Regions from separate parts of the Mus musculus genome. Here all the other regions are linked to region 1. Evidence: chromatin contacts called from public Hi-C, HiChIP or PLAC-seq and Micro-C data. All regions are on one chromosome and are shown on one strand. The core of a region is the stretch at or near the end of the contact, and the rest is flanking DNA. Distances in the headings are between cores, read along the strand shown. Region 1 holds the start of Erbb4 (erb-b2 receptor tyrosine kinase 4). Region 2 overlaps Erbb4 (erb-b2 receptor tyrosine kinase 4). Region 3 overlaps Erbb4 (erb-b2 receptor tyrosine kinase 4). Region 4 overlaps Erbb4 (erb-b2 receptor tyrosine kinase 4). Region 5 overlaps Erbb4 (erb-b2 receptor tyrosine kinase 4). Region 6 holds the start of Ikzf2 (IKAROS family zinc finger 2).

Evidence for each region. Hi-C and Micro-C count contacts between places; a contact is called where the count stands out from the background. HiChIP or PLAC-seq counts read pairs in DNA pulled down with a chosen protein or histone mark.
Region 2: an H3K4me3 HiChIP or PLAC-seq map of embryonic basal ganglia shows a contact between it and region 1, with 5 times the contacts expected there. The contact joins the enhancer-like site here to the promoter of Erbb4 in region 1. A contact is called at or near these places in 6 of 39 promoter capture datasets (the HPC-7 cell line, cranial neural crest, embryonic stem cells and 3 more), 3 of 484 Hi-C or Micro-C datasets (cumulus cells, nephron progenitors and stem cell-derived neural stem cells), 12 of 115 datasets of contacts at active chromatin or transcription factors (differentiating embryonic stem cells, embryonic basal ganglia, embryonic forebrain and 8 more) and 1 of 9 other capture datasets (embryonic stem cells).
Region 3: a contact with region 1 is called in a Hi-C map of cerebellum, with 1.7 times the contacts expected there. The contact joins the enhancer-like site here to the promoter of Erbb4 in region 1. A contact is called at or near these places in 9 of 39 promoter capture datasets (the C10 cell line, cranial neural crest, embryonic stem cells and 6 more), 4 of 484 Hi-C or Micro-C datasets (cerebellar granule neurons and cerebellum), 14 of 115 datasets of contacts at active chromatin or transcription factors (SST interneurons, astrocytes, embryonic basal ganglia and 8 more) and 1 of 9 other capture datasets (embryonic stem cells).
Region 4: an H3K4me3 HiChIP or PLAC-seq map of craniofacial prominence shows a contact between it and region 1, with 5 times the contacts expected there. The contact joins the enhancer-like site here to the promoter of Erbb4 in region 1. A contact is called at or near these places in 7 of 39 promoter capture datasets (the 3T3-L1 cell line, cranial neural crest, frontonasal cranial neural crest and 4 more), 12 of 115 datasets of contacts at active chromatin or transcription factors (VIP interneurons, astrocytes, cardiomyocytes and 8 more) and 1 of 9 other capture datasets (embryonic stem cells).
Region 5: a contact with region 1 is called in an H3K4me3 HiChIP or PLAC-seq map of neural progenitor cells, with 27 read pairs. The contact joins the enhancer-like site here to the promoter of Erbb4 in region 1. A contact is called at or near these places in 6 of 39 promoter capture datasets (the C10 cell line, embryonic stem cells, frontonasal cranial neural crest and 3 more), 1 of 484 Hi-C or Micro-C datasets (cerebellar granule neurons), 11 of 115 datasets of contacts at active chromatin or transcription factors (astrocytes, cardiomyocytes, embryonic forebrain and 6 more) and 1 of 9 other capture datasets (embryonic stem cells).
Region 6: a contact with region 1 is called in a Micro-C map of embryonic stem cells, with 3 times the contacts expected there. The contact joins the promoter of Ikzf2 here to the promoter of Erbb4 in region 1. A contact is called at or near these places in 1 of 39 promoter capture datasets (second pharyngeal arch cranial neural crest), 5 of 484 Hi-C or Micro-C datasets (cardiomyocytes, differentiating embryonic stem cells and embryonic stem cells) and 1 of 115 datasets of contacts at active chromatin or transcription factors (embryonic stem cells).

What each region holds. Positions count from the first base shown.
Region 1 is chr1:69,106,660-69,109,485 of GRCm38.p6, reverse strand. Erbb4 (erb-b2 receptor tyrosine kinase 4) reads left to right here and starts at 1,427. Exons shown (of 27, transcript NM_010154.2): 1 at 1,427-1,811. The coding sequence starts at 1,730.
Region 2 is chr1:68,141,393-68,144,218 of GRCm38.p6, reverse strand. The region is part of intron 20 of Erbb4 (erb-b2 receptor tyrosine kinase 4); the gene reads left to right. Among named protein-coding and RNA genes, the nearest start is that of Gm39658, 770 kb to the right of the region's middle. Within about 2 kb of position 1,393, at least 8 of the 459 cell types and tissues checked have an H3K27ac peak or open chromatin away from gene starts, as enhancers often do. A contact at or near this core is called in embryonic basal ganglia and oligodendrocyte precursor cells, where this site is marked.
Region 3 is chr1:68,177,278-68,180,103 of GRCm38.p6, reverse strand. All of the region lies in intron 20 of Erbb4 (erb-b2 receptor tyrosine kinase 4), which reads left to right. Among named protein-coding and RNA genes, the nearest start is that of Gm51744, 780 kb to the left of the region's middle. Within about 2 kb of position 1,388, at least 12 of the 459 cell types and tissues checked have an H3K27ac peak or open chromatin away from gene starts, as enhancers often do. A contact at or near this core is called in cerebellum, neural tube and second pharyngeal arch cranial neural crest, where this site is marked.
Region 4 is chr1:68,289,977-68,292,802 of GRCm38.p6, reverse strand. It overlaps Erbb4 (erb-b2 receptor tyrosine kinase 4), which reads left to right. Exons shown (of 27, transcript NM_010154.2): 16 at 2,486-2,560. Among named protein-coding and RNA genes, the nearest start is that of Gm51744, 670 kb to the left of the region's middle. Within about 2 kb of position 1,357, at least 2 of the 459 cell types and tissues checked have an H3K27ac peak or open chromatin away from gene starts, as enhancers often do. A contact at or near this core is called in craniofacial prominence and second pharyngeal arch cranial neural crest, where this site is marked.
Region 5 is chr1:68,346,772-68,349,597 of GRCm38.p6, reverse strand. It overlaps Erbb4 (erb-b2 receptor tyrosine kinase 4), which reads left to right. Exons shown (of 27, transcript NM_010154.2): 6 at 179-297. Among named protein-coding and RNA genes, the nearest start is that of Gm51744, 610 kb to the left of the region's middle. Within about 2 kb of position 1,372, at least 6 of the 459 cell types and tissues checked have an H3K27ac peak or open chromatin away from gene starts, as enhancers often do. A contact at or near this core is called in neural progenitor cells, where this site is marked.
Region 6 is chr1:69,684,593-69,687,418 of GRCm38.p6, reverse strand. It overlaps Ikzf2 (IKAROS family zinc finger 2), which reads left to right and starts at 1,459. Exons shown (of 8, transcript NM_011770.4): 1 at 1,459-1,725.

The sequences.
Region 1 (2,826 bases), core at 178-2,677:
GAGCAAGCATAGAAAATGCCTTCATAGAATAGCTGTACACATAGCAAAGGAGTATCCTCTGACTCACTACAGGTTCTGGCCCCAGCATAGAGCAGTTTTAGACCTGTGGCCTCTCAGACTACAGTAATCCCTTCCAGGGCATTTTAGACTTAGAGAAACTTAGTCGTACAGCGGTTGATGACCTTGGAAGCACACACCCTGCAAAGAGGGCAAGTGCAGGGCCTCAAGCTGGCCCTGCTATGGCGTGGCCCTAACGGCTCGAAGGTCAGCTAAGATCTCACCTCCTAAACACCTTCAGACCGAACAGCACAGACGAGAGAGTTTGCATAATTTCAGAATCAAAGAATGTGGTTTCACAAATATGGATTTTTAAGTTTGGCCCAATGTCATCTTGGGAAGGTGGGAGAGATGGCTTATTTGGAAAAAAAAAACTATTGGAAGATTTCATCTTACCTGCGAGGCTACCAGCTACCTACAATATCCATTCTAAAGTACTAAGTATGCTAAGTATGGAATATTCTGGGTGATGGCGAGGGACAAAGATATTTTATTCCCAAAGCAACGTTGACTTTCTATTTCTAGGGAAGGTTCTGTGTATGGACTGACACCTTGGAGCAATAAAGAAAATGCCCTGTTCTTGTGTCAAAAAATTCGTTCAGCAAGCATTCCTTCTGGTGGACTGACTACTCAGCGGGCCAGCTGTCCAGGGCCTCTGCCGGGGCAGCCCCAAGGGGAGCGTTTCAGACAGTGGTCTCCACTGAGCTTCTCAGATCCTGCTTCCCCAAGCTCCTACCATGACCCTGCTGCTCCCACTGTCTGACAGGTGTTTTTCCAACTCTAGAGGCAGAGGATTTTGGGGAGTGTCTGAGCCAATAAGATTTCTCCTTAGGGGGAGGGCGTGGCTACATGGGTCAGAGCAGGGGCGGGGCTTGCGCAGCGGAGGAAAGCCTGGCTGGTTGTGTGGAGGGTTGTTTGATTCCCACCCCCCACTCCCCTCTTTTTTTTCTTTCTTTTCTTTTCTTTTCTTTTTCAAAAATCTTTCTTCTGACTCTTATTAATTTCTCTGTGGGGCTGCGGCTGGAGACCGCGGAGCGTTGGAAATGACGTTCGGAGCTTTAATTACTGCAATGGCTGGACAAGTGTGAGGAAAGCTGACAGTGGAAAAAAAGGGGGACAGGATCGGGGAGAAGCAAAGAAGCAACACCCCCTCCTTTTCCCTCCAGATTTGGACAGGAGGTGCAAGGAGACTGAAGAGAGAGCTGAACATAGCCCGGTTTTGGGGGGAGAGGCCGGAACCCCGCCGCCTCTTTGCAATCAACTTTTTTTGGAAGCCTTTATTCCCTCTTTCTTTTTATTGTTGACCAACCAGTGAGGAGAGCGAGCGAGCGAGCGAGAAAGTGAGGAGGGAACGAGCGAGCGGAGGATCACTCCGGGAACTAGCTGTACGTTGTGCTCGGAGCACCAGCCGCACAGTCGCGCTCACTCCCACCCGCGCGCCCTCCTCCGCGGCCCCTTGCCGGGTCCGCGGGTCCACGGGTCCTGGAAGCCGCCGCCGTCGCCGACTGGCTCTCCGGCCCCGGGAAGCCCGTGCACCAAGCGCGCCGCGCCCGCCCCCCTTGCGCCCCCCACGCGCTCCCGGCTGAGGGGGGGAGATCTCCTCCGCGTGCTCGCAAGTGGCTATGGTATTTGGACATGTAATTGTCAGCGCGGGATCTGAGACTTGCCAAAAATGAAGCTGGCGACGGGACTCTGGGTCTGGGGGAGCCTTCTGATGGCAGCGGGGACCGTCCAGCCCAGCGCTTCTCAGTCAGGTGGGTCGCGGTCTCGCGGTTCCCGGTCGCGCTCCAGCTGTTGAACCCGCCACTGCCTCCGGTGTTTCCCTTCTCCCTCGCCCCTCTGTCACCCTTAGGCTCCAGGGACCCTAGGGACCGGGCTTCTGCCTTGGGTCGCCCCTAGCTCCATCCCAAACTTACCTTTGTGTGTGCGTGCGTGTGTTTTTAATTGATGCTACAAATGACTTCGCTTTCCTGCCACCCTCTATATTATTGTCCCCCCTCTCGCCCTCTCTTTAGCCCCCTTCTTTCTTTCTCGCGCGTTTTCTGGGAGCCTAAGCGGGATCGCTTCTGGTGGCGCCCGTTGTTCGGGGCGTGGGAGACCTGAGCCCGTCAGTGGAGGTTCCCTCCTTCTCGAGCTGGGAAGGGGGGGGGGGGGAATCAAACCAAACCGGAGAATCGCTGCACCTCTTCGGGCTGCCAGGAGGTTCCTGAGCTGAGCCTGGCTGGCCTTCCCCGGGGTGCAGGGCTGCGGCGGAGCGCGGCCGGGGAGCCGGGCTTGGCACCTGAGCATGCTGGCGCAGGGTCCCTGGCCCGAGTCTCCAGTAGCCTGCGGGGTCACACCGGACGCCCAGCCCTATCCGGGCAGCTGGAGCGCACCGGGTGCGCGCCTCGGCCGGGGGCCAGGGACTCTGGGCCTTCTTAGTTGGCATCTCTAGGCTGTCTTGAGATTGACTTGGGGCGAGAAAGAGGGTGTGTGTGTGTGTGTGTGTTGGGCGTGCGACTCTTCAGCCAGCATGATCTCTCTCTCTCTCTCTCTCTCTCTCTCTCTCTCTCTCTCTCTCTCTCTCTCTCTCTCTCTCTCTCTCTCTCTCTCTCTCTCTCTAAAAGAGCCTGGCATACTGAGTCCAGAGCTCGGCCTTCCCTCCCCATGCTGGACTTGGCTCTGGGAAGAGTTCTTCCAGTAGTGCAACTTGGGGTTGGCCTAAACTTCTGTTTACTGCCCTGCCGGGCTGCAGAGCTCGCGGGTGGCGCTCACTGACTTAGCCCGAGG
Region 2 (2,826 bases), core at 144-2,643, 970 kb after region 1:
GCATCATTCTAATTGCAATGAAACCAGAGTCACAAAGAGAAGGGATCACCTGCTCAAAGGTCTTATAGCCATTAAATAATTGAACTAAGATCCAAATTCAAATACTGTGGCTACCAAAACTCAGCTGGTTGTCAATGCATTAGACTATTTTATTGCAGTCATAATGAAAAATTGTTATTACAAATAATGTCATTTTCCCATTTATAGAATTAATGGTTGATAAGCACTCAATGACATTGAAAAGAATCTTGCCCCCAAATCATTACCAATTCTGATTCCTCAAATTGAAAAAATTGCCTTATTTGTTCTTAAAAATCATCTTATTTGTGTCTTGAATCAAGCTAAGTTCTACTTGGGAAATTCTAAAGATTGGCTTTTGTTTCTTTTCAGCCACAGAGTACTATTTGAGGAAATAAATATTTACCTTTAATGAAATCTGATTAAAGAGCAAATTGGAGAATCAACGCTACAATTAGTCATATAGACACAACTGCTTAATTCCAAGAGCAGAGTAAATACATTGGAATGGAACAGGAGAAAGTGATTTGATTAGGCTCATCAGTACAACACTGGCACACACACGTTTGCTCTGCAAAGTCTGTGGCTTAATTTCCTTCAGAGTTTACTTCTGTCAGGGAAAAAAATGATAACTTCTCATTTTCAAGGTGAGAACAAACTTCTGGGAGGAAATATGATTCATATATGCAGACTTACTTTTTAAGTAAAATACGTTTTTCCCCCACTGTGAACTTAGCCTCCTGAGGTATGTGTGAGACATCGTACTATTCTTTTCCTAAATGAAATGTTGTGCTTCAATGACTTTAAGAAATATTTATTCAGCATTTACTCGTCTCAGATAATCTTGCAGGCAATCGCTGTACAGTAATGAGCAAGAAGACAGTATCTCTTCATCCATGAAGCTTAAAATAAAATGAGCTAATAAACTAATGAATGCCTATATAAATAATTTCCAGTAAGTGTTATATGAAAGACATAAAGCAGGATGATTCGGTGTCGATTCAGCTAGAGAGCAGACTCTGTATACAAGGCCCAGGACAGCTTATACTGTGAACCAAACATTTCTCTGGATATGTAACAGAGGTCGCATGCTGGGTAGGGAATGGTCTGGCACTTTTGGTTTTCTGTTTGATTATTTTTAGCTCAAGTCTTTTGAACTATTTGAAATACAAATGGTATTCTGTAAATATTTTCTAGTAGCAACACCAACCACAAAATGTGTTTCTTCCAGGCAAACACTGTGTGCAGTAAGAGTGCTAATTTTCTTCCAAAGAAGCACTGACATTTCTTAATTACTCTCCTCATGAGTAGTCATGTATAGCGATTACTGAAGGCTCAGCAGAGCGTTGTTCTACCCAACCCTTGGAGAACAATAATGCTGACAGTTCAGGGCTTCAGTGTCCAACACACTTTTCCTTTCTCTTCATTACCCCTGCTAATTACTCTGGCCAGTGGCTATTGTGCAGATCTTCTCCCTTCCCATAACCCCTGCAGCCCTCTCTACTGTCAGGGAAATTTACAGTAATGGCATAATGTGGTCTCCCAGCCATGCTTCTCTGAGAATTCTTTAAAGGCACCACTTTCTTTCACTTAACGTCTGAGTCAGTGTACCAAGTGACTGATACTTGAAGTCTAGACTAATGGGCACATGGCAGTACCACTTGTTCTGAAAACAAAGAGCATCTGTTTTCCCAGAAATTCTGACTTTTAGAATGAATAATTTTAAATGTCAAGTCACTATGCCAAGGGACATATTTTGAGTATTTGTCTACTAAAGCCAATGTTTCCACACATTTTTTTTAAACTTAGTTGAAAAGTTTTGACATCAAAGAAATGCTATAATGGTATTGTGATTAATATTTACATTTATCTTTGTTATCGAACTAATTTGATACATTTGAATGGTGTGAAATTCCCCCTATTTTAAAATATAACAGCAAAGATATAAGAAGTATTCTTGTGTCTGTGTAGGCGTGTGAATTTATTCATAGTCTCAGGCCATTCAGGCTGGCCTCAGGACACTCTTGCCTGTTTCCCAAGTGCTCAGATGACAGGTGTACACCACAATACCTGGTTACTCAGAACAAAATGCAGGACTTTGTTCTTGGAAGCAAACACTTTGCCAATTTATCTAAGTCCTCAAGTCCTCATCAAGTACAGTCTACAGAAAAGATAAATTGATTACCTTAGGAATGTGTTTGCTGATGTATTTGTTAGGTTCTAAAAAGAAAATGGGAGCTACAATGACTTATCAACCAAAGGAGGAAGAACATATAACTTTATTTTTGAAAATATTTTCTTTTAAATTTCACATACCAATTCACATTAGGTAGGTGTTTTATTTTTAATCTCAATAAATGTATCTGTGGCTCAGATGTTAATACCATTCCTTTTTTAAATAGGAGAAAAACTGATAGTTGAGAGATTTATATAACTTCCACAGTGTCATATATAGTGATCATAAATAGCTGAAATAAGGTTAGACAACAAAGTAAACCTGAGTTCCAGACATACACATTACTTTTTTCATATCAAAAGAGAAGCAGTACTAGGAAGTTAATCTCATTTTCCTACCTTGAACTGGAGTGGCAGATGATAAACAAATGGAAGTTACTAATGCCACTTCTCTTGTGATTTTCTTTGAGTCAACATGGCTATAGAATTGAAGGTACTTGCAAGGTCTTTCAGAATTTTAAGTGGGATAAGATCAACTTAGAATCAGGTCACTCAAAGGAATGCTTAAGGGAAATCCTTCTATACCATGCAGAGCCAAGAAAGTGGTAAACATTAATATTTAATATTGTTTCT
Region 3 (2,826 bases), core at 139-2,638, 930 kb after region 1:
GCTCCATCCCCTAGAGATGATGTACCTAATTAAAGAGCTCCACAATATGAGGACAACATACTCAGACACATGAGCCTATGTCAGGCAGTTCTGACTCAAGCCGCAACATGGTTATTTTTCTTTTGGTCGACATTAATCTCTTCTGTAAGGTGCTAAGAGAGCAATGTATAAGAGAAGAATTATTTTAAATGACAAAATAATTATTCTTTATCATTACGTATTTTAGGAGGATGAAGTATAGTGTGCATTTCCTATCACTTTTCCAATATAATTTGATTTGCCTTAAATATAATAAAACAAGTGACGTGCAGGTTCAGTAACACATGTAGATCTTTTCCAATCCATAAATGGTGTTTACTTATCCGTGTATTATCATAACAAACTTCCACATTGATCCTCCCATGGCCCAAAGAAAGAGGCTTCCTCAAGGGCATATCAAGGTCTTTCTTTCCTACCTGAGAACTTGCCTCTTCCTCAAGAACTAGCATGATGGCTGTCTGCTGCCCCAACTGAGAGCATTCCATCTCCTGGCCTCATGAACATGGTCAGTCTTTGTTATTTTATGTCTTCTATCTTTCTGGATATAAACTCAGAACAGATCCATGGGATTCAACCACTCATGCTTTGTAGTTCCTGTGCAAACACACCATTTCTAAAGCCTACTTTAGAGCAGCATAACAGAAACACATTCCCATTTTAGAGATTAGAAGCTGAAGCACACAGACAGGCTAAGAGTGTTTTATTTTTACCTGTAATAGCTCATTGGCAATGTAATCAGTAGCCTAAAGTCTTTTATTCCAAGCCCTGAGTGCACAGCAGAGGACACTTATTTTGCATTTGTAAAGAGATTAAAGCTTAAAAGTGGGAGAGAGAATGGGACCCTGGTAGGAGTCCACTTTATATAGCTCTAAGAATGCCACACCTGTCAGGATCAAACATATTTTACCATGAGCAAAGTATTTAATAATATGGTTATATTCTCAGAATAAGTAATTTCTTCTTTCCGTCACTGCTCTTATTAAGCCACAAAAGGCTGCACATACTATAGGTTTACAAAAGAGGCACTTAAAAGAACAAACGTGTCAAATTTTCCCTGTTGGAAGCAAAGGCTCTGTAACAATAAACTCATGAACTGTTCAGTAACACACAGCCTCTCAAAGAAGAGAGAGCCCAGTTAGAAAGTGTATTTTCTAGAGCATGATTGGACATGGTGTAAATTTCCCTGGTGATGGTAACAATAGATAGACCAAGGTTGGTCTGTTAAATGCAATGTGAGTGAAAACCAGGCAGTTCCAAGTGGCTGCTGGCACAGTTTGAGGTGCCCTGCCAGCGTTCAAACCCACAGGGTCATTTGGCAGTCAGGTGTCATTAGTCACCCCTCTCCTACTTTCCCTCTTCCCATCTGTTTTCGTCTAGCCTATTTGTGTAAATTACCTCTCAGTATGCAGCAGGGCTCAGGCTCCTCATGTATTTTCCTCCTACTCCTTTGTCCTTTTCATCCCCGACTGCTCATTTAGACTTAGACCAATCATTTGACCCAAAATTTAACATGAGAGGCAAGATAATGGCAGCAATTAATATTACTACCATTACAAAGCATCCCTTATGACTATGGTTAAGAGACCACTAAGGATTGGATAATAAATGTCAAAGATACGGCTTGCCAGTGGACATTTCAGATCATGATGACTATCATCAGAGGCCAAAACGTAATGATGCCCTTTAAGAAGATGTCAAGCTTATGAAAATTTGTGTGGATTGCCTGCGAAGTTAATAGGCAAATGAGATGTTTAAAGAAATTTCTGTGCCTAGTGTAAAAACAGTGATGCTTTTTAGAGAGGAGAAAGACAAAAATCCCTTTCTATTGAGTTTGCCCAACTAATCACTAGTATATGGAATGTCCCATCTCTATTTATCCTTAGAATTAAATCAAACTGTAAATAGATCTGTGAATCTGTCAAGTACTACAAGAAAAACAAACAAACAAACAAACAAACCAAACCAAAACAAAACAAAAAGAACCACAAGACCCACCCTGCATTACACAATGTTACTATTGCATTGCACAAAAAAGGGAAGGGCCAAACATAATTGCTTATATCAATGCCACTGATAGCAAAGATCTTCTATTCTTCAATGTATTTAAATTTTAAAAACTATTTGGAAAGGGGCAGGTGAGAACAAACTGTAGCATACTCTTCCACATGCACCTTTCCTGCAGAAACACATAATCTGCTTGAAGTAATCATTACTGGAATTTCACATTGATATTTAAATTCAGTTTACATAGAATCATAGAAAAGATAATACAATCAAAAGCCTTCCCTTTATGAATCACTTAGATATTTGGCCATATTGGCTCCATTTGTCAAGTATAGATTTTATGGTGCCCATGGTCAAAGACTTTAGTCCATATTTATTAGGCCACTGTTATTTTGTTATATACAAATGAATTGAATAGAAAAGGCCAAGTTATGCATTGCTAATAATTAAGCACAATATTTTTTCATGTTAAAGCACTTTAGAAGATATCTAGATTATAACATTCAGCCAATAAGAATTTTGTTCTCTGAAATAAAAGTAGAAAGTAGGCTGACCAGTACAAGGGAATGCTAGGTCCAGGAAGCTGGAGTGGGTGGATTGGGGAGCAGGGCAGGGGGAGGGTATAGGGAATATTTGGAGAGGAAACTAGGAAATGGGATAGCATTTGAAATGTAAATAAAGAAAATATCTAATAAAAAGAGAAAAAAAAAGAAAGTAGGCTGAATCATATTCTAAAATTGCTAATGATAAGTGGCACATGATAGTTTCATGTAGAAGACTGTA
Region 4 (2,826 bases), core at 108-2,607, 820 kb after region 1:
CTCTTCCCCTAGATAGTTACACTTCTTCTGGGTCATGTGTGTGTATGTGTGTGTGTGTTTCTGTGATTTTATATAGTTAGTGTTTAGTAAACACAGATGAGAGAAAAATTAAAATATTTGTTTTGCTGAAGTTGGCTAAATCCTTTCATAAGTTAACTTCTGGTTGCACATATTTTCCTGAAAGTTATACAGTTTTGGTCCCTATGATAGAAACAAAAAGTTTCCTTATGTAGATTTAACAAATTTTTTCAGCCATCTGTCAGAAGCAAAAAACCAAGAGACAGACCTGGCATTTTTCAAACTATCCAACAGCTCTCCCTTGTCTACTAAGTTAAGTCCCTCCAAATCCGGCCCCTAAGATCCATTGTCTTTCTCCTCTCCCTGTGCCTGCTGTTACACTCCCCTTCTGTTCACATTTGTTGTTCAGAGTACTTCTTGCTTTCACACTATGCTTCTGCTTTTCTTCGTCTGGACTCCCTAACACTCACTGATATCCCAGCCGTAACTCTCAGTATATCAAACTACAGCTTGCTGACTCTTTCCACATGGTGACCATGACCTACTAAAATGACATTCTGGTGTCCATCCACCATATTATATTTACAGAAATATACCATAAACGTCTGCTCATGCCATCTGTCATCTTCAAACTGTGAGCTCAATGGAAATAAGTGGAAAAGTGTGTAATTTATCTCATCTCTCCCTGCAGCTCCTGAAAGGTTACAAGCACGTTAGTAGGCTCATCACACAGGTTTATTGGATGAATGAAGATATTTCATTATCCACACCCTCTCCTCAAACAGAATCTCATTCATTGTTGAAAGATTTTTTTTTAATCTTTCAAGGATCATTATAAAGATTACACACAAAGTACAGATTTTCAGACTCTCACTTGGATATAAGAAGTAGACTGTTAATTTTACAAAATGGCAGTACTATCATAAAAATAACATTTTGAAGATGATAACATGGGAACACATAAAAAATGGTTCTTTAGAACAGAATAAAAGAAAACCATATGAGACAAGTTTAGGGGTTTTGTAGTAGTTTGTTTTCCAATTTCAATTGTTTTGCATAGATCTAATGGATGGCGCCTGGCCACTGATGTGTGCTCTAGCTGCTTCTCTTTATTTTATCTAATCTATTTTTGTCACCATTTTTGCAGGTTAAGATTTACTTGTCCTGCTCAAAGCTGACCCTCAAAGAAAGACCAAAACAAAAACAGAAAACAAGCAAACAAATAAAACTGCAGAAAAAGAGCAAACTGATTTTCTACCTAGTAGAATATCTGTAAGAGAGTATATGATGAACGGGAGAGGTGGTGACTTGTGGTTAACAAATGAATTCTGTTAGCTTGCTAACATCTGGCATCAGTTACAGAAGCTGCCTATAGTCTGGCCACATCTGTGGGTGCCTACAGCTCTTTTTTCATATTTTAAACCTGAGAGCTTGGGAAACATGCATACTTTATATTAACAAACAAATTAGAGTTCTGTGTAGTTAAATAAAACCAGCAAATACTCATCTTGGTTGATTCTTCAGCTACCTCTATGTAAAGTTATTTGTTTACTACAGAGTATTTGCTTTTGAGTTCAATATTATAACAGTTATCAAAAGTTTCTCTTTACAGATCATATTTCTGCTACTTAACAGTGGTCACGACATATTGCAAAAAAGCCAAATCAATTCATTTGATTTTTAAATAAATCCGCATTTAATGACAAAAAATAGTTTAAAGAGATTCATAACCAAGGATTTAAATAATCTGATTATAAAAATTATCCATGGGAATTGCATTAAAATATATAAACTTATTTTCTGCCAAGATCCTCTTTAATGAGCATCAAGCATAAGGCTACTCCACTACAATTAATTGTTCATTGCCTTTTTATTGATTTGGGGGGGGATTTTGCATAAGCCCAATGGTGTTTTAAGAGAAATGTTATACATGAAAATAGCCATAGTCATTAAACTATCAAGTAATTAACATAGCTGTGCATAGAAATGAAAGATGTAAATGAGTCGAATGTTTCAGGAAAGACCAATGCATGTGCAAGTTATCCATGGGAGCAGGTAAACTTCCCTTTACTATCTCCATGCTTTCTGGCATTGGACTTGAGTGGTTATTTCAACTCACTTCTGTGTTTCTGCTAGGAAGTGATTTCCTCTCAGTTTCTAAAAGTATACTGTTCTAGAAACTGCCTAATGATTCCAACAAGAATGTGGCGCATCCAGTACTTGTCTCACTGGTTCTTCTCTGTTTGTCTTCATGACTGACGTCTCTTTTCTTGTATTTCTTTTGACTTTGCATCTCTGCAGGTGCATAGGTTCAAGCATTGAAGACTGCATCGGCCTGACGGATAGGTACTGGGTGTGCTTTCTTCTCATGTTCTTCCTCCAAGGCTCCATGCGTGAGCACTGGTGCATGTGTGTGCATGCCACTGTGGATGGAGAATGATGTTTTCTGTTCTGCAATTGCTTGCAGGTGTAACGGTCCCACTAGTCATGACTGCATTTACTACCCATGGACGGGCCATTCCACTTTACCACAACACGCTAGGTAACATCTGCCATGGTTCCATTTTATCACTCAAATTCTTTCTTAGTTACCACGGACTAAATTAGTAAACAGTTGGGCTGAAGTTTTAGAGGACTAAATGAGAGATTTTGATTCACTTTTGATTTTAACTACATTCATTAAAATTTCAGAGTTCTACTTAGTAGTACCATTGATTTTGAATTTTGTATGTTTAAAAGAATTAGACATCATCCTAGAATGCTAATAGAATATTCTTAAGTTTATAAAAAAATTAAAAAATCAAAATC
Region 5 (2,826 bases), core at 123-2,622, 760 kb after region 1:
TATATATAGTTGCACACACACTTATACAACTTCGTACTCCTAATTACAGACTTAATTAATTAAATGTTTTTTTTTCTGATTTAGTCATTACTAGTTATCCAAGAACATGTATTGTTATTAAAAATTTAATTCTGTCAGTGGATGGCTTTGGTTAAGGCCTCATCTTTGTTTTCTACAGTGACCAGAACTGTGTGTGCTGAACAATGTGATGGCAGGTGCTATGGACCCTACGTTAGTGACTGCTGCCATCGAGAATGTGCTGGAGGCTGCTCAGGACCAAAGGACACTGACTGCTTTGTATGTCTATGTTCTCTCTTTCTCCTTAATGTCTGAATCAGACTCACTCACATTGAATATTTAACACTAGATTTTATTATGTCTTGTTCTTTATTAGTTGAAAAAGTGCTGTACCATTCTAGCAGGCATTCTACCAACGAGGTTGTCTATTGATTAAACAGAATTAGTTTGTGACAGTTTGAACAGTCCTGCATTTCTGATATAATTTATGTGTGAAGTGACTGTTTTGGAAAGCATGAATATGAACATGCTTTAAGAAATTGAAAATATTGTTTCCCTACCTTCTAGGCTTACTGCTTTATGTTGTAGCAGTATTGAGTTCCATGAGTGAACAAAGCTTGTTCTTGAATATCAATTTCAAGGTTATATCAGAAGAATCTATGCATTTAAATATTTTTCATTTTGCTGTGTTAAAAAACTTATATTATTCTGCATTTAAAATTAAGAAATGCACATTTAAATCTATTTATGTGATAATATGAATGTTTTATGTTTTTGAAGAGGTTATTTTTACTTTAAAAAAGCAACATTCATAGCTTCGTTGAAATTTTAAAATTATATTTTATATTAAGTCCTTGATATAATTTTTTGTTCTTTTGATAGGTAATTTTATGAGTGATAGTACATTCATTCATAAATCATAATTCTATTTAATTTTATCTAAAATGACAAACAATGCACCTTTTTCTTTGAGAATGAGCACAATTTAATCTTTCTATCTCTAAAATATTTTAAAAATACATGTCAGAAATTTATTTTGTTCCACCAAATACATATTAAAATTGAAATTTTTAAGAACTGAGACTTTGTCTAATAAGCAGAATAAAAATTAGAACACTAATGCTATAGCTAGTTGTTGCTTGAGTCATAAGAATTCTAAGAAGCTTAACTTGTCTGATATGATTCTATAGTGAAACAAAACTATATCTGGTTAAAGGGGATCAAACAAAGAATAGAGAGGGGACACATGTTAAGTATCCAAGGAAGAGCCTTGGCAGCCAAACTGAGGGCCCTTTCTTGTCTGTCATCAGCATAGAGAGGGGAGAACCAAGCTTGATTTTAAAGACATTGCACACTGCAGGTGTTACATTAATGATTCCAGAGCCAGAGTGGTGGTAAACAGTAGAAAAGCCTTTCCCTGTAGGATGTGGCACTGTGCCTTTTTAGTTGTATTATTGTGATAAGCAGTACCAGGTGCTCTTGAGAGCTCTCGTTTCATTACTATATTGGAATGGTCCAGTGATTATACTTTGGCATTTAATACAGAATGTTCATGAATGCCAGCCTGAGGCTTTGGTGTAAGTTTATATCGTGCTTGTGTGTTATCTGGAAGGTAAATTCCTCGGGCTTGTATCCCCTTGTTCCAAAGCAGTCTATGTACAGTGCATATCAATGCAGAAACGGTTTTAGTTATTCAGATATAAGAACACATGATGTTTTGTGGTTATAAATTAAAACTCACTAAGTTTTCTAGATTGCTTTTTAATAGAGTCTTCCTATGAAATGTCATCTTAGCAAATAATGTATCATTGGTGGATCTTGTTTTGATTATGCACCTTGTAGACCATCATCAGAGAATTTTCATCTTGTGATAAAGTGTTTGCTGAAACAACAATTGATGAAGCAAATGTTGCGAGGAAAGTGAATACATTAATTCTTATTAATAACCATTTGACAATTTATAATGAAGTGTAAAACACAGCTTTGGATAATGGTAGCTCTTTTTCAAGCTCTCAATTATTCATAAGAGAGTTTTATTTCTTAATTAAAAGAGTTAGGTTGTCCCTATGTTTGTTAGTCAAATGATTATGTGTACATTGTTTTGATATCTCAGGTAGAAAATAGTTTTCAATTTTCTCAAGTGAATTTGGAAATATCAATGATGAAAAGACATTTGAAGACAAATGTATGTTAGCAAAACAGAGATGCCTTTTGAACATGTTGGGTACAGGAAATGATGTACCATCATAAAAAGGGGCATCATTTGATTTAAATCTTACCTCTTCACATTTTACCTTTATAATCACTTCACTTTTTCTGGTTACTCCTGATATACAGGTAAATAAATGACTATCACTATGTTTCCTATTGTAGAATGATGATAGTTGTATTTTTCATGTCATACCATGCACAAACTCACCAACCACATTCTCCAAAATAAAATCCTTACCTGCAGAACTGGAAACTCAAGCTGATTGTAAAGACTGAAATTACATGTTCTAAGTCAGTGCAAATTCAAATAATCTGTCACATGTCTATGTTCAATATTATAAACCAATTCTCAATATAAAACTGTTTATTATAAATATGCATTTTGTGTTTGTGTGTACATGTCATATACACATATTTATACATATATGTATACATATATACACATGAATGTTACTCTATGTGAAGAGAAGTAATACAGCTGGTAATATATATAGACACAAAAGAGGATGAGAGGCTGATGAACAGTTAAGGTCACAGTGACTTACAATTTATCAGTTTGGGCAGAATTTTTAAAATTGAAATATTATAGATAAAAGA
Region 6 (2,826 bases), core at 210-2,709, 580 kb before region 1:
GGGCGCTCGCTGACGACCCCCCCCCCAACCCCCTCCGCGCGCGCGCGGCCGCCACCGCCGCCGCCGCTGCCCGCCCTCCGCCCGCGGGCGTCTGCGCGAGCCCGGCCGGCGGGGGAGATGTGCTCGGGCTCCGCCGGATCGGTTTCTCGGGGTTTGACCAGCTGTCCCGGGCTAACCCTGCTCCTCGCTGAAGATGGAGGAAGTAAAAACAGGATTACCCTTAGCTACAGATCCACTGCCTTAGTTTCCACCACCAACTGCAGTGCACAAACACACGTTAGGCACAGGAAAGAAAGAAAGAGAGAGAGGGAGAGGACACACTAACAGTAAACACAAACAAAAGGGTGATGGGATTATTTTACTGCATGCACTGCTGAGGTAAATCTCCGCTTGGCTTTTTGCGTGGGGAAGAACAGCTCTTGTTTTATTTGTCTTCTGATTCATAGATTATCTATCAATTTGTGTATGGTTTGCAAAGGGGTTGGGGAGGGGGAGTGTTTTCAAAGTTAAGTGTAATGATATGGAATCTTGTTTAACAGTGTGGTGTGATCGAATGACTTGTTGCTGTTAACCAGGGATAATAATAATATAGACGCTTTTCTTTGGGGAGGGATGGGTTGTGGCTCTGATTAGGGAAATGATCTCTGTTAAGGACGCTCAGGGAATTTCGTTGAAGATGATGTCCTTTGCCTTAATGTATCGTCCCCTCCTTGTAATCTGCTTCTGGGATGTTAATGGACTAATCAGTTCTCATCTTTATAGCTGTCATGGATTTGGACTTGTTTTTGCTTTGTTTTAACTTGAATTCCAAGAAGAAAGATTGGATAACCTGGCATAGATTGCAGCTGTCTGGATAGAGGCTATTATACTGTTGAGATTGAAAACAAAACAAAACAAAAATAATAATAAAAATCTGGTGTGACACATGTATAACAGCAACAGTTAAATCGCTTTGACAGGTTCTGGTATGGACGAAGGAGATGGAATGAAGATTTAATTTCTTTTTCTTTTTCTTTTTTTCCTATTTTGCCAGAGGCCACAAAACAGTCCTGTGAAGTTGGCCTAGGTTCCTTGCTGGGTTCTGCCTGACTGTCCCTCCCCTCGTACCCCCCCTCCCCTTTTTCTTTCAGTTTTCTTGTCTTAGCTTTTGGTCGATTCTTAAGGAACCGGTGGATCAAGTTTTTTCTCTTCTCGTTAATCGCATTGCTGTAGCACTGACCTCTCTCTCTTTCTCTCCCTCCCTCCCTGTCTTTTTTTTTTTTTTTTTTTTTTTCCTCTTTCCTGAAAGTACGTGGTGCCATTCCTGAGTGACTTTTCCTACTAGACCATCCCAAAGGGACGAGGGGGCGGGGGCGGGGGAGGAGGAGGACGAGGAGGAGGAGAAGGAGGAGGAGGAGGAGGAGGTTGGGGGGGAGTGTTCCTTCTCTCTCATTTCTTGGTTTTGTTTATCAGCCGATCTGTTTGCTGGATTCGGTCTTGGAATGACCCACCTGTAAAGTGCTTTCCCTCCTCCTCGGCTTCAACTCTGCAGGGGGCTTTGCCTGGAGGGGGCAGGGAGGGAAGGGGGGGGGGACACAAAAAACTTCTTTCTTTCTTTCTTTCTTTCTCCGTTTCTCTTCAGCCCGACATTGTCACCTCCTCCTTGAGGGGTTAGAAGAAGCTGGGAGCTCCCGACAGAGCTGGAAATGGTGATGACTGTTTTTTAATCAGAGGACAATTTCTTTTGTATGTACATTTTGTTTCTCTTTCTCCTTTTTCTTCCTTTTTCTTCCTTTTCCTTCACTGAGGGTTTAATAACCCTTTCACTGTTGGCGCAGACTTCTTTTGCTTCTAACTGACGCTTCTTTTTAGTATGTGTGTTAAATGTGTACATTTTTAAAGAGATAGACTCATTTGTAAGCTCTCGGTAGAAACTGCTCCCCTTTAAAACTTTCCGGGTCCCTTTCTTTCAAACCTTACGTAACCTAATTGAAAGAATTTGATAAGAGTAGAGCAGGTCGGAATTTAACTGCTATGTAGTGACTGGGAATTTGATCTGATTATTCCATAAAGAAAGAAAGAAAAGTTTTTGGGGGGCGGGAGGGGGGTAGGGAGGCTGGTGGTGAAGGGGAGGGGAGGGAGAAGGGAAGTGGTTTTGGAGACAAGAAGTGAAGCTGCCTGTTTTCCAGTAAGTAATGGAGAAATTCCAGGAGCTAGGGCTAAATATACTTGGCGATCAATACAGAAATGGCTCATTGTGAATAATTTAGCTGCTGGTGCTTTGAGAGTTTTGAAACTAAAGGCAAAAAGGACCTGGGCCAAAGGGGGGAAAAATAAGTAAAAATCTTTTTCAGGACTTGTCAATTCTGTAACTTTTTCCCTCAAAGAATACAGTTAGATTATCGATCTTCTTATGATGTGAATCAAAGCTAGGGGGTGTTGTCTCATGCAATTTACTTTTGTTTCTGGGGATACAAAAGTATTTGTGTTATTGATGCATGAAAATCATTCCTCACACTTGGGGAGAGGAAAATCCTCCCCTCCCCTCGTGCACAGCCAAAAGTTTCTGACTTGTTGGAACTCCGAATGTCTCAAGTAGGCTTGGCATTGTCTCCGGCCATAGTCTGGCAGGAAATTAGGGTACGTGGAACAGGTGCTCACACAGGATTTGGGGTGGGCTAAAACGTCAGTACAAGCCAGAGTTGGCCAACTGCCGCAAAAGTCTTTGGGATACAGTCTAGTACTAAGTAGTTTTGTTTTGTTTTGTTTTCTTATGTTTTGTTTGTTCTCTGTGCCCCCCCCCCCCCCCCATTAGAACATGATGAACCAACTTGCAACAATTGTGAA